Regions from separate parts of the Zea mays genome. Here regions 1 and 3 are each linked to region 2. The links are chromatin contacts, called in public Hi-C maps. All regions are on one chromosome and are shown on one strand. Each heading gives the region's core, a stretch centred on a gene start, on an enhancer-like site or on the middle of the called end of the contact. The rest is flanking DNA. Distances are from core to core; before and after follow the strand shown.

What was found. A called contact is a pair of places that touch in the nucleus more often than the background predicts.
Region 1: a contact with region 2 is called in a Hi-C map of ear, with 2.0 times the contacts expected there. The contact joins the promoter of LOC100383250 here to the promoter of LOC100283612 in region 2. A contact is called at or near these places in 4 of 25 Hi-C or Micro-C datasets (ear, leaf, leaf mesophyll and 1 more).
Region 3: a Hi-C map of tassel shows a contact between it and region 2, with 2.3 times the contacts expected there. The contact joins the promoter of LOC100383984 here to the promoter of LOC100283612 in region 2. A contact is called at or near these places in 5 of 25 Hi-C or Micro-C datasets (ear, leaf, root tip and 1 more).

Annotation. Positions count from the first base shown.
Region 1 is chr8:171,754,614-171,758,776 of Zm-B73-REFERENCE-NAM-5.0, reverse strand. LOC100383250 (Amino acid permease 6) reads right to left here and starts at 1,976. Exons shown (of 6, transcript NM_001175911.1): 1 at 1,804-1,976. The coding sequence starts at 1,858.
Region 2 is chr8:172,003,408-172,007,837 of Zm-B73-REFERENCE-NAM-5.0, reverse strand. LOC100283612 reads right to left here and starts at 1,281. Exons shown (of 2, transcript NM_001412563.1): 1 at 929-1,281. The coding sequence starts at 1,203.
Region 3 is chr8:171,820,817-171,825,277 of Zm-B73-REFERENCE-NAM-5.0, reverse strand. LOC100383984 (Amino acid permease 6) reads right to left here and starts at 2,041. Exons shown (of 5, transcript NM_001176597.1): 1 at 1,906-2,041; 2 at 1,380-1,802; 3 at 937-1,297; 4 at 611-835; 5 at 1-524. The coding sequence starts at 1,456. The coding sequence ends at 81.

The sequences.
Region 1 (4,163 bases), core at 727-3,226, 250 kb after region 2:
TAGTTCCTGCATCGATACTATGCCGCTTAGGCTCTTCCTAGCTTGATGAAGGTGTGGCAAAAGAAGCTTTTTCACTCTATCTATGTCACATATTCAGGTGCTGATCACTAGCTATAGCTTCATTCAGTTATGCTAGCTTTATTCAGTTGTGCTATATGCAAAGGTGTCTGTTTTTAGATAATGGATTAATGGTGCAAACTGCAAAGGTACATGTACATTGTATTTCTCTTCAATTTCACGGATGCTGTTTCGAAGGAAATCGATACGCTCAAGAGACGTTAAATCTCGACGAGTGACGCGTGCAAAAGCATATGCGGGTGAAGGAAATCCTCGCCTAAGACGTTTGCTGATCATCATAAGCAAAGTTGGCTTTGTTTCATCCGGGTGTTTATCCACGTTGGAATAGATCCATTCACCCTATACTAATATTCGATTTTACCTCCCTAAATTAGATAAACTGTGAATGATTAAATAATTAATGTTTGGATGGAGTGTGAACGATTAAATACTTAATATTCAATTTAGGCAGCCTCAAACTTATACATTTATGGCTAGTTTGATAACTCCATTTTTCTAAGTAATTTCTATTTTCCGAAAAGAAAAAAAAAGTTCGCCTCAGGTTTGGCGTGCCGTATAAGAATGCCTAGCTTTGGGTGAGCTGTGGCTTCTGGGAATCTTGATATAAATTGTGTGTGTGGTATGAAAAAATTGGTATATCTTATGGTCTATGAAAAAGGTATAAGCTATTTATGTTCAGATAAGTATTAAAGATACATCATATCTGTTTTTTTTTGAAACAACCGTAAAAGAGTTCTTTATTTTCACCATTTCGAAAACAGAAGGCCAAAAATACAAAAGCAGAGTGTGAGGTGCTTTTAAGATTGAACTGCCCAAAATTAACTGCTCCTGAAAAACAATAGCTTCTGGTTTACATCCTTTGGGTTGGCTTTTAGTTTATGAGAAGCAAAAACAGGTCCTAAAAACCTTACCAATGGCACACTAAATATTGCCTTCCTAATTAAATCGGTGACATAGGAACCACTCTGAATTGAATAGCATTTCTTACTTGCAAGCCTTGCAGCATTGCAGAAAACATCAAGAGAGTATGTTAAAATTTATTTATGTATTTATTTTCAAAAATTATATGATGGATGTGCGTGTGTCAGGCTTAGCGCACGAGCTATTATTAAATGGGAACTCGATTCATTAAATTTTGAACTATGCATGTAAGTGTTTGTGGCTCCATCAACCGTCATCTTCACCTTGCTAGTAGTTAGCACCAAAAGCTAGAAGGTGCGGTGTAAAGATGGCGGAAATGCAAGAGAGAAACGGGAAGGGCCTGATGTCTAAAAAGACGAGAAGCGCATGCTTCCTATATGCTGGCAACTGAAATCCCCCACGTCTCCCCAGCTGTGGAAACGGAGAAAGACGATCAGCACCAGCACCAGCTCACGTCGACCCTATCCAGAGTAGAGCAACTCCATCTTCATGTCGCCATGGACGTGTAGAGCAACTGCGGCGAATTACTCAACGAGCTGACGGCCTTGCTACCCCCCACCACACCATAGGAACATTCTGAGGCATGGAGAAATCTACGCCTCGTCGGGACAAGGACACGGCGGACTGCGAGTAGGAAAGCATGGTGGTGGTACGGTGTTGATGACAACGGCAGATAAATGGTGAATCAACGGAGACCACAGACCAGAAATCAGAGGCTACAAATTAACTCAACGAGATGTGTGTGCAGGACTAGAAGACTAGAAGCTAGAGGAAGCAAGTACGGAGTCCACAGACGACTGTTACCTGTTCTGACGCGGCCGTCGTCGTCCGCCTCCACCACCTTCCTCTCCACGTCCATCTCTCTCTCTCGCTCGGCCTCTCTGTCACTGCTCCCTGCGGTGCTGCCTCTCCCTATCCGCCTCTCTCGAGTCTAGAGCTCAAACGAGGCTGTATGTGGCAGGGTCGACGGGATCGGGATAGTTGGGATGGATGGGCTGGTGCGTTGCAGCTATATATAGAGGTGGCGAGCGGTGCACCTGACCTGCCTTTCACTGTCACTGTACAACCATTCTTTTAATGCAGGGGTATTGCCAAATCTGACTCACGAAATCCCATATGTATTCTAGGGCTCAATAGACCTAGGGGTCTCCGTAATGGCTGTCTCAAATAGCTAGTTGATGTGGAACTGAAAGAAGAATAAAAATAATATTTTATCTCACTACTATTATTTGACCTCACACACAATACAGTTAGTTTTTTGGAATACATAAAATCTTCTATCTATTTGTTTGTCACTATATATTCTCGTTTTCTCTATATTTTCTATCCACGCGGGAAAGAGAGTGAATCTAGTTAGTGAAATAGCTAGCCATTGGTGACGCCACCAAATATGTGTTCACCGTTTCCCTTCTTAAAATCTGAAAACAAACATTCTTAGAGACCGACTTTGTGAATGGTCATGGCCCAAGCAAAAGCAAGGTTCAACTATCAAACCACCCAATTATCATGTTGTACGTATTTATTGGCCGCCTTTTTGGTGGTGAAGGCATAAATACGTCGAGCTTCCGAGAAGGGAAATATACGTTCTTCGGTTGAAGTTGCAGATGTCACGGCACGGGAGCCGTTTGGAGTTTGGTGCATCAACGTGAGATCACCCATCTCTTGACGCCACTCAAAGTGTTTCAGGTCTAGTTAGCACTAAGCACATTAATTGCCTACACAAATGATCTCCTTTACTGGTCTGGTGGTCTTGCTCAATTAATGCTTCTTGTCGATGGTGGATCCTTTATTGGTAAAAAAACCTAAGGAAAGGCAAAGACGATCTCCTTAAAATGGTGTCGAGTCCTAATAAATTCCTAACGAGTGTAATTAGAGATGACAACGGACACATTTTACTCGCGTGTAATAACTTATAGGGTGCATGTTTGTGAGTGAGTTTGTACTTACGAGTACGGGTGTGGGTTTAATTCTCAACCTGATATAAAAACAGCTTCGACAATACTTTATTTTATAATGTAAAATATATATATATGGCAATCCATAGAGTGATCTAAATATACTGCACCATCATTATTGCCCTATTCTTATTTTCTACATCATCACAAACCTTTTATTTTATAATAATGTAATTTTTCCTTAAAGTATATGATTTAATGCTTAACTATTGGAGCTCTGTTTATTTTTAGCGGCCCAAACATTTTAAGTAATGTAGTATTTTAGTTTTCAGGGACCATTTTAAGGCAACTCGTTGGAGATGTTCTTTATAACTAATATCAATGAGATTTGAAAGCATTAAATGTTAACATGGTATGGAATAGATAAAGAGATGTGACAAAAGTTGTTGTGGTATAAAATGAGTTCGTAGGGTAAAAACTAGCGCCAGGTATCAAAAGAAGATATTTCATGTCAATTAAACAATACACATCAAATTTAATTTACACAAGCCGAATTTCATGATGTGCTTGTACAAATTTACACAAGCCGAATTTCACGATGTGCCACCTGCCATCCGAATTTCACGATGTGCTTGTACAAATTCAATTTACAAACAAATGGCGGACAAAATGATGTCACGCGCATATACACAAGCCGAATGGTCTAGCGTCACGACCTGGCTCGGCCTCACGCGCAAGCGCTGATGCTGCGTCGCATGTTGATTCCCTTATTTCGGGCCAAGCTGTGTTTAGAAGCAAAATTATCTTGGAGTTTTAAGGTAAAATCAAGGTATTAATACCATAGGATTTTTTGTTCAAGAGGTGTTTGACTATATTGTAGAAAAGTTTGTTTTAAATACGACGGTTTTATAGATACCATAATATATTTAAGGTATTTTTAGAGTATTTGAAACTTTGATCCAACCTAAAAATTTTTGTCAGTGACTAGCCTTGCGACCCTGCGTGCATGAAGGTGCTCATTTGCTTTCATGAGCAGATGTGAGTGCGGCAGCGGACACCTCGCTGGTATTCCGAAACCGTCGGCTTGGCCGTGCACGACGTATCCGAAGGAGGGAGAAGGAGAACACGACAGCCCGGCCGTGTTGTTTGGTGGGATGAAAGTGGTAATCCGAACTATTAGATCAAATTTAATATTTTAAAATAGATATATATATAATTTGATGTTGATCTTTTCTTATGTTATCAAACACATTAGTAGAAATATAAATA
Region 2 (4,430 bases), core at 32-2,531:
TGGGTTCTAATGGCTCCTCCTAAGCTAGCAATCGGCAAGAATGGCGAACCTTGCGCCAATCATAGAGGTTGTAATTCCATGGCCACGCATCTAAAAGAGGATATTTGAACCTCTCCCGGTAGGTCTTACCGATTATCAGAAATAGTTGGATAGCACTAACGCATATCAGAAATAGTTGGCTAGCACTAACGGATAACGTATGTTATCCCAGCTGGAAACCACTACTATTGTTACAAAGGGTTCATAGATCATTACAGTTATTATTTCAGGATGAATGACCGTAGTGGAAGGGGCCCATGCCTAAGCGTCTACCCGAGATCAGTCCCTCCTGGATGCCAGTATTTATAAATAACTAGAGGGTAGGTAAGACATCCCTCCGGGATGCCACTGTTTATATGTAGATAGTTCGCTTCGAATCTGTGACCCGGTAATTCGGTTTTTGTGACACGGCTCTCATCACTGCTCCAGGCCTATGAAAGCTTTTGGATAACTGCTTAATACATATATAACGTGCTCATTTTTTGAATAACCTATCCATCGACTCTCTCTCCTAAAAATATTCTGATTATTAAAACCAACTAACCAAGACACCTTATAATCCCACTCATGGACCAGGATCTTACTCAGATGTAAGATCATACTTCCACATAAATCTGCAATACGTATGTCCTGTTTGGTTTTGCTTCTCTCCAGCACGCTTAGATTCTAGGAAACGCAATTATTTTCACCATATTTGATTCTCGCTTACTAGTTCAACTATGAACTGTCGATTTTATGATAATCTAGGCATTTAGTGAGATTCTCGCTTATTTTCATCCATAAGCAGGTTATAAGTGAAACGAAACACCCCGTAATCTAGTTAAATGAACACAAGTGTCCGAACTGTTCCATGGGTGATCGCTAATTCGCTACCGAACGGGTGACTTACCATGGGATGTACTTGATAGCGAAGCCATTATTCTCGACGCGGGTCTTGACAAGGGAGTCCGGAACCCTCTTCCCGAGCTCTTTGAGCACCTCGGCGAGCGGCTTGCCGATGCCCTCGGTGGGGGCGGTGAGCTCGCCGCCGGCGAAGTCGTTGTCGTCCTCCGACGGAAGCTCCGGTTCCTGCGGCCGAGACGCACGGACCTTTGCAGCGAAGGGGCGCGCGAGGCGAGGGGTGGGCGCAAGGCGGAGGAGGCGGGCTAGGGCACCGAGAGCCATGTTGGGAAGCGTGCGAACTGAGCCCTCGGGGAAACGGAGGGTTTTTCGGTGGGTTTAGTTCAGTTTTTGAACCTGCTTAACTCTTGTTCAGCTATTCTAGAATTGTCTTGTTTGGTTACTTTAGTACATTGTATTAAGTGGATTAGACTGTAAATTAGTTAAATTTACACCTAAAATTCATCTCAATAAATATAGATTAAGGTGAATAATAGAGTACCTAAATAAAGCCTAAGTTGTTTTCGGTGAACCATGTAAAATAGAAGATCTGCATTATAAATAATATTGGGAACTTGTTCTCAAATGCTATGAGTTAAGAACAAGACAACACAAAATGTTAAAGGTTCATGTCCTTCGTCCTTCGAAGCATTATCTTCCTTAGGATATAATGACCTTCAGACGAAGGTCGTGAAGAAAGTGCATTCATCATCACAGTATATGTTAATGAAAGAAGAAGCATATGAGATGTGAGAGACATGATGAATAATCATATCTCATTATCAGTATATTTTTATTACATCATCATGAATGAACAAGAGCAATATTGAATTACAGTTGTACTTTCGGTTTGACAGAAGGCAAAAGTCCAAGCGTGACGCACGAGTGAATACAAGTCAGCGTAAATAGTACGGGGTACTGTTCATCTATTTATAGGCACAAGACGCAGCTTGTGTAAAATTACATTCATGCCCTTCATTTTTACTATTGACTTAAGGACAATCTATCAAGAACTAGATAGCTTTTTCCTCTTTAAGTCGGTTCTTTTTTCTGCTACTGAGCCGAAGCTTCCTTGCGTGTAACTTCTTAGCTGGTTTGACCTTCGTCCCAATCATGCTTATCATATTGTGTACAGCTTCATTCCGAGTTCGAAGGTTCCTGTTCAAACATTACACTTGGGAAATATTGTTAATCGTGTTTTTGAGGACCTTCGAAAGACGAAGGCCCCAGCAAATAGTATTGTTTGTATAGTGAGATTTGAAATAGAGATGTAAATATGTGATAGGAGATCTGTTGGGATAGCCTTAGACTATGTTTATTTTCTTCTAAGTTTATATAATCCAGCTTATAGATTATATGAGCATCTAATGACCTGCTTATGGATTATCATAATCTAGGTACCTAAATTATATAAGCATCTAATGAGCTACTTAAGCATCTAATAGCCGCCACATGTTCTTTTTGAGTTCTTCCTGGTCTGGGATTTAACCCAAGGAATACAACTTATGTTGGTTGTTGCTGATCAACACCACTGGCTACCTACTTTTTCGGGAATATATTCTGCAAAATCTGCATATGATCGCTTCCTAGTCGGTGTAACAAATTTTGAGTCGGCTAAAAGAATATGGAAGACTTTAGCACCTCCACGTAAATTCTTCATATGGCTGGCCTCACTAAATCGGTGTTGGACAAGTAATCGACTAGCACGTCGAGGAATGGACCACCCAGAAAGATGCCCCCTCTGTGACTAGCATGATGAGACAATTCAACACATCTTAGTGTCTTGTGTCTTTGCAATGGACATTTGGTTCAGAATCTTGAGCAGGGTGGGGCTACAACGGGTCTGTTTGGTTGGGCTTTGGTTGTGAAAAAAGCTGTTGTGGGCTGTGAGCTGTGAAAAAAGCTGTTGTGAGCTGTAAACTGCTAAAAAGCTAAAAACCGTTTGGTGGAAACCACTAAAAGTCGCTAAGAATTCTTTCATATATATTTTCACAGTTCCACCTAAAAGCTGCCAAAAGCAGGTCCAGAGGTGCTTTCAGTTTTACACTACAAGAAAGTCGGCTTTTAGAAAAAGCTGCTTTCCAGATTCAGCCCTTTGGTTTGACTTTTGGCTTTTAGGGGGCAAAAGCCAAAGCCAAAAGCCAAACCAAACACACCCAACATCTGGCTCCCAGGTAAGATGTTGTGGTGTTCCAAGAATGGTGGGGAGAGGTTGAGATTAGAGTGCCTAAATCAAAGAACAAAGGCTTTAATTCCATTGTGAGTTCGGTAGCTTGGCAGATTTGGAAGCACATGAATGATGATGTGTTTAATGAAGCTTCCCCAAACATCAACACAATCATGCTGTCTATACAAGAAGAGGCTAAGTTATGGGGTCTAGCTGGGGCAACTGCCCTTAGAAGATTGTGGCCTTAGTTTTGGCTTGGTGATCTCTAACATCTATTTGTTTTGTTTTGTTTTTTATCATCCCATTTTCCCCTTTTTTGGTTGCCTGTATAGGCACCTAGTACATGGTCTATTTTAGACCTTCCTTTTCCTTCTTAATCTAATTATAAACAACTCTCCTGCATTTTTGAGAAAAAATCATGCATCTTTAAATAGAGTTAGCCGAGTGCACAGTTATTGGTACATACTTTGTGAAAACAGTTAATTTAACTTGCATCATTTCTTCTATGTGCCATGCTTTTGCTAGATTCAAAGTTTTTGTCATATTTGATAATTATGTCATGGAGATTACTCTGCCTTAAGCACAAAAGTACGGTGCATGGTAAATACTCTTGGAATCGACAGTGAAGCCAAACAGACAATAGAAACAATACAAACTGAACTAAAGAAAACAAAAGAGAAGTTGCGAGCAGCTGAAGAACTGAATGGACAAGCTGTTATGCAGTCACATTATTTGTGGATTTCTATTTTAATTTATTGTCATATGAAAAAACTTAGTTATCGTGTGCTTACTCTAGTATACAATGTACTCCCTTGAAAGTGCATTCATCCCTTTATGAGTTTTGGTGATTTGGATAACAACACATTTAAAGGTCTAACAAGTTTGCTAAGTGTTGAACAAGAAATTCAGTATGATGAACATACTTGAATAGTGTATAATGATCAGTGAACAAAGGTTCAACACAAGGTTAAATAACCAGTGAGACAATGCAAATGTATATAGGGCGTGTTTGGTTCGGCTTTTTTCTGAATAGCTTTTCTGAAAAGCTGGCTGTGGGGAAAAGCTGACTGTTGGGAAAAGCTGGTGGTTAGAATTTAGGTGTTTGGTTCGCCAGCTGTGCAGAAAAGTTGTTCATTAGAATCTAGGTGTTTGGATACACAGATTCTCAGATTGCAGATTCTGTTTGAACAAACGATACACATAAACACCGAACCAACAAAAGGTCATTACATAATAATTAGTGGAGTTCATTACAACATAACTACCATTACATTCACATATTTAACTACGACACTAATGCATTAGCAATTCCATCTCGAAATGCACTCATGTCTAACTCATCAGA
Region 3 (4,461 bases), core at 792-3,291, 180 kb after region 2:
ACGCGAATTCGCGCACCACAGTTCTTTTAAACCTCAACGCACGATCGGCTCAGAGCATTGTACATGACTACAGTAACCTGTTAGCCTACAATTTTGAAAGGGCTAGAAGAGGCCTTGAGGCTATCGACAATGTCAGTGACAGAGCCTACACCCACGGCCACCGAGATCACCAAGCAAACCATGCTCAGAGCCTGCAGAAGGCACCACCACTTGGTCCCCCTGGCGATCTTGCCCTGGGCGATGTGCATGCTGATGGGGAAGTAGACCGTGAGCGGCCAGAAGCTGAACGCGCCGAGGAGCCCCAGCACGGCGTTGAAGAAGGGTATCGCCAGCGCCACCGCAGTCGTCGCGCCGACTATGGCGGTCCTCAGGACGAGCTTGTGCGGCGCGACGGTGACCGATCCTCTCTGCAAGAGGGGGATGCTGACGGACACGGTGTATGCGCTGCTCATGAACTTGGCTTCTGGCCACCGTGAGGCGGCCCACCTCTCAACCGAAGCGAAGACAGGCTGAGCGTATACCTGCTGCCGTTCAGGTATTAATTATTAGCTTTAGCTTAAGCTACGGAGCTGATCTGAGCTCACCAGCTGATCTGAGACGTGCTGCTCACCTGGTATGCACCGATCAGGTGGAGGATGAGGCACATGTTGGCAATGTCGACGAGCCACAAGGGACCCAGCCCGCCTGCCGCCAAGATGTTGCCCGGAGCATTCGAACCGAACGCGGCGTACCCAGCGCAGCCGACGGAGATGTAGAAGATGGTGGTGGCTCCGATCCCGTACATTGCTGCCTTCTTCATCGTCCTGTTCTCCGGTGGTGGTGACTTGAGTGTATCCTAGAACCAGAACAGGTCAGGTCATTACTGACAAAGAACGTTGTTACCAGCTGGCCAAACAAGAGTGGTTGGTTGCACGCTCGCGCTATGTACGTACTTACCTGGATCTCGATCAATACTTCAGCGAAAGTGTAGGCGAAGGCAATGTTCCCCAGGGCGAGAAGCACGTTCCAGAGCTTCCTGGTGGAGGATGCCGCGGCGGCACCTGCAACCCTGCCCCCGAGGCCGCCGCCGCCACGAGACACCCAGTGCCCTACGGAGAGGCCGAGGCCGGCGAAGGAGTAGGCGAACGACATGGCCGCCGCGACGACGGACAGCCAGGTGATGTGCTCCAGGCCCGGGAACTGGGACAGCACCACCTGGACCACGCTGAACGCCAGCATCAGCACGGTCCCTGGCGCGTCGCAGCGCGCGCCGGCGCCGGCGCCGTCCCGGCGGAGGCAGTCGGCCTGCCTGATCGCGCTGGCGCGCGCGGCGCATGGACATGTCAGAGAACGAGCTAGAGCGTCCTGGCTTGGGAGGAAAATAGGATCTGGTTACTCACGCCATGCTTATGGTCGCCGTGATGGTGTACCCGACCATGGTGCCCCACAGGTTCACGTACTGCGCGACCCCGCACATGAACACCTCCCTGGGACCTGCGACGACGTACGCATGTTCAGGGCACCGCGGTCAGTTAGCTAAGACGAGACGGACGGACGTGGAGCCGTGCGTCGCGTAGGCGTAGGCGTACTGAGGTACGATCTGACGGCGTCCATGTAGGTGCGGTTCCTGTGGCCGGTGACGGGGTGCGGCGCGCGGTAGGCGCCGGCGAGCAGCGTGGAGGTGTAGTAGGTGACGCACGCGAAGCCGGCGAGCGCGAGGGGCCCCGCGACCCAGCCCAGCTGCGCCACGCTCCAGGCCAGCGCCAGCACGCCGGAGCCGATCACCGCCGTCACAATGTGCGCCGTCGCCGTCCACACCGTCCCTGGGAGTGGGACGACGAGCAAGGGACCGGAGAGGGGTTCAACGGACCGGCGAAACGTGGGGACAAGAGTACATGGATGCACCGGGACAGGGCGGGAACAGACCTCTCCGCTCGTGCTCGTCTTGCTCGTAGTCGCCCCCCCGCCGCTCGACGTCGTCTGCTGCTGCTGCCGCCGCCGCCGCCTCGCCGCCGCTCTTGTCCATCCTCCTCCCGTGACAGGTGCCGGGGAAAGAGAGGAGGGATCCGGTGCAAGCGGCGACGGGGTTTGGCTCATCCGCTTTATATAGGGCTCCAACTCTCGAAGCAAAATATCGCGCGCACCCAAAATGTTATGTTAGGACGTTGCGCGTTTCTGGTTCTGCCGAACTGTTGTTTTTTTGCCAGGCTGTGTTGGCGTAGGCGCCAGCGCCAGCCGAACCATCGACCAATACACATGCACCCGGGGGAGCCGAGCAGGACCGTCAATCCTTTAACGGACCGCTTACGCTGCATCAGTTCTCTGATGCTGACACTAACAGCTAGCCAGGTATGGTAGTTGAGTGGATTTTAACATGGCCAAATATACGAGAAGCTCCACTAAAAACTATTTACCTATTTATAATACGATAACTTTATGAAGTCCTCCATGTCCTAAAATAGTAATCACCTCGTCCTAAAATAGTATTCAATCGCACCAACCTGTGCACGTACTACGCGCGCGTCGCAAACCATCGTCGTAGCACGCTTGCCGAGCAAGCAGAGGTCGATCCCATATATACATACGCACAAGTCACATACGATGTCAACACTACACTAGTGGAGTTACTTTCGTTACTAAAAAACTAGTCCAAGGCAGCGTGCAGAGTCGTGCACTGATGAGGAGTGAGGAGTCTCGTCTGATCTGTGTACATGTGTGCTTTGGCGCGTGGGTGTGTTCTAAAGTTCGATAGAGAGCTGAGGACGGAAGCCGAAACACGCCTTGTTCGTTTCTGTCGGATTGGTGGGTCGGAACGATTCCTGACCGGATTGCTTCTCTAATTTATATAAACTTTGATTAGCTGGAACGATTCCGGGTGCAATCTGACGGAAACGAACAAAGCCTTAGGGGTTGTTTGGTTCGTGGCTAAATGTGCTACACTTTGGCTAAATTTAGTCATTCGAATTAAAAAACTAACATTAGTCAAAAAAGTTAGGCAAAGTGTGGCAAGTTAGACATCAAACCAAACACGTCCTTACCAAAAAAAACTCCAATAATTAATAAACAGGCTATATATGTGGCTGAATCGAATGGAAAGTAAGTGAGAGAAGTATCGAAAATGCTCGAATCGATCGAATCGAAGCTGACAGATTGCCGGGGCAAGAGCGACGTATTGCCGGGGCAAGAGCGAGAGAGAGACGTATCCTGGCTAGAGATGGCAATGGGGACCCGATCCCCGATTCCACGCGGGGAATTCCTCTATTAGGGGACAGGGATGGGGAAATTTCTTCCCCCACGGGGATGTAAACGGGGAAATTTTCTCCCCCGACGGGTAAACGGGGATGGGGATGGGGAAGCATTCCCCATCCCCGTTCCCCGCGGGGACCCGTTAAACTTACATGTGACGATGTTTTCATATAATAGTTAATGATAAAAAATAAATAATTATCTTGCCAAGAGATCACTAGTTGTACAAATACGTTCATTTTAATGTACACATAATGATTTTTACATCTAACAATGTGTATAAGTGAAAATGTTTTACATTAATAACAAATGAAGTACGATCTAATTATAATTTATGCGAGGACGGGGATCCCCGATGGGGATTTATCCCCGCGGGTAACGGGGATGGGGAAGAAATGTCCCCTGCAAGTGTTCGTGGGGATCCCCGCGGGGAAGTTTTTTCGTCGCGGGGACGGGGATGGGGAGCCAAAACCCGACGGAGAATTCCCCGTTGCCATCTCTGATCCTGGCAAGAGCGACGGATTGCCGGGGCAGCAGGCAAAGCCGTGGACGTGGAGGTCCATGCGGAGCGCAACTTCCTTTCGGCGCTGGCCCCAGCAGCACAGTCACAGATGCTGCTCCAACAGGCAACAGGCCCACGGTCTCGAAACGAAGCATGCATGCATGCATGCATGACAGATGCCCAAACGCTAGCGGGGCAGATTGCCTGATTAGGCTGAAGAGGGCACAGAGCAGTGATGGCTGACGAGCGAGGAACAGGCCACATTGCAATCTTCTTTCTGATCTCTCCCCGTCCGGCCGTTGCGTCGTCAGCTACAACCGATCGAGTCGGTGTTCGGTGTTCAGAAGCTACCCGGCCGTAAATAGCAAGCGCGGCTACTGGGGCGACATGATTGATCGGCAGATGGACGCGCCGCCGCCCGGCAAGCGAGCGAGGCTGAGGATGTAGCCTTCGCTGTCCACTGGCCACTTGTTTCTCTCTTCTTCTTCTTCTTCTTCTTCTTCTTAAAATAGCACCAGGACTAGGAGCGACTGAAAACAATGTCAGATCGTCGTCACATCTCTGAGATAGATAGGTGTTGGCTATCCTAATAATTAGGCACGGGCATTAGATTCAGTAGTACGTAGTAGAAAATGACGCATCCGTAGAAACATGACACAAGAACAACAAGCAAGTCTCTAGCCGAAGGAAAAAAAAACAAGTTCACGACAGCTAGCTAATACTGATGGGAACGG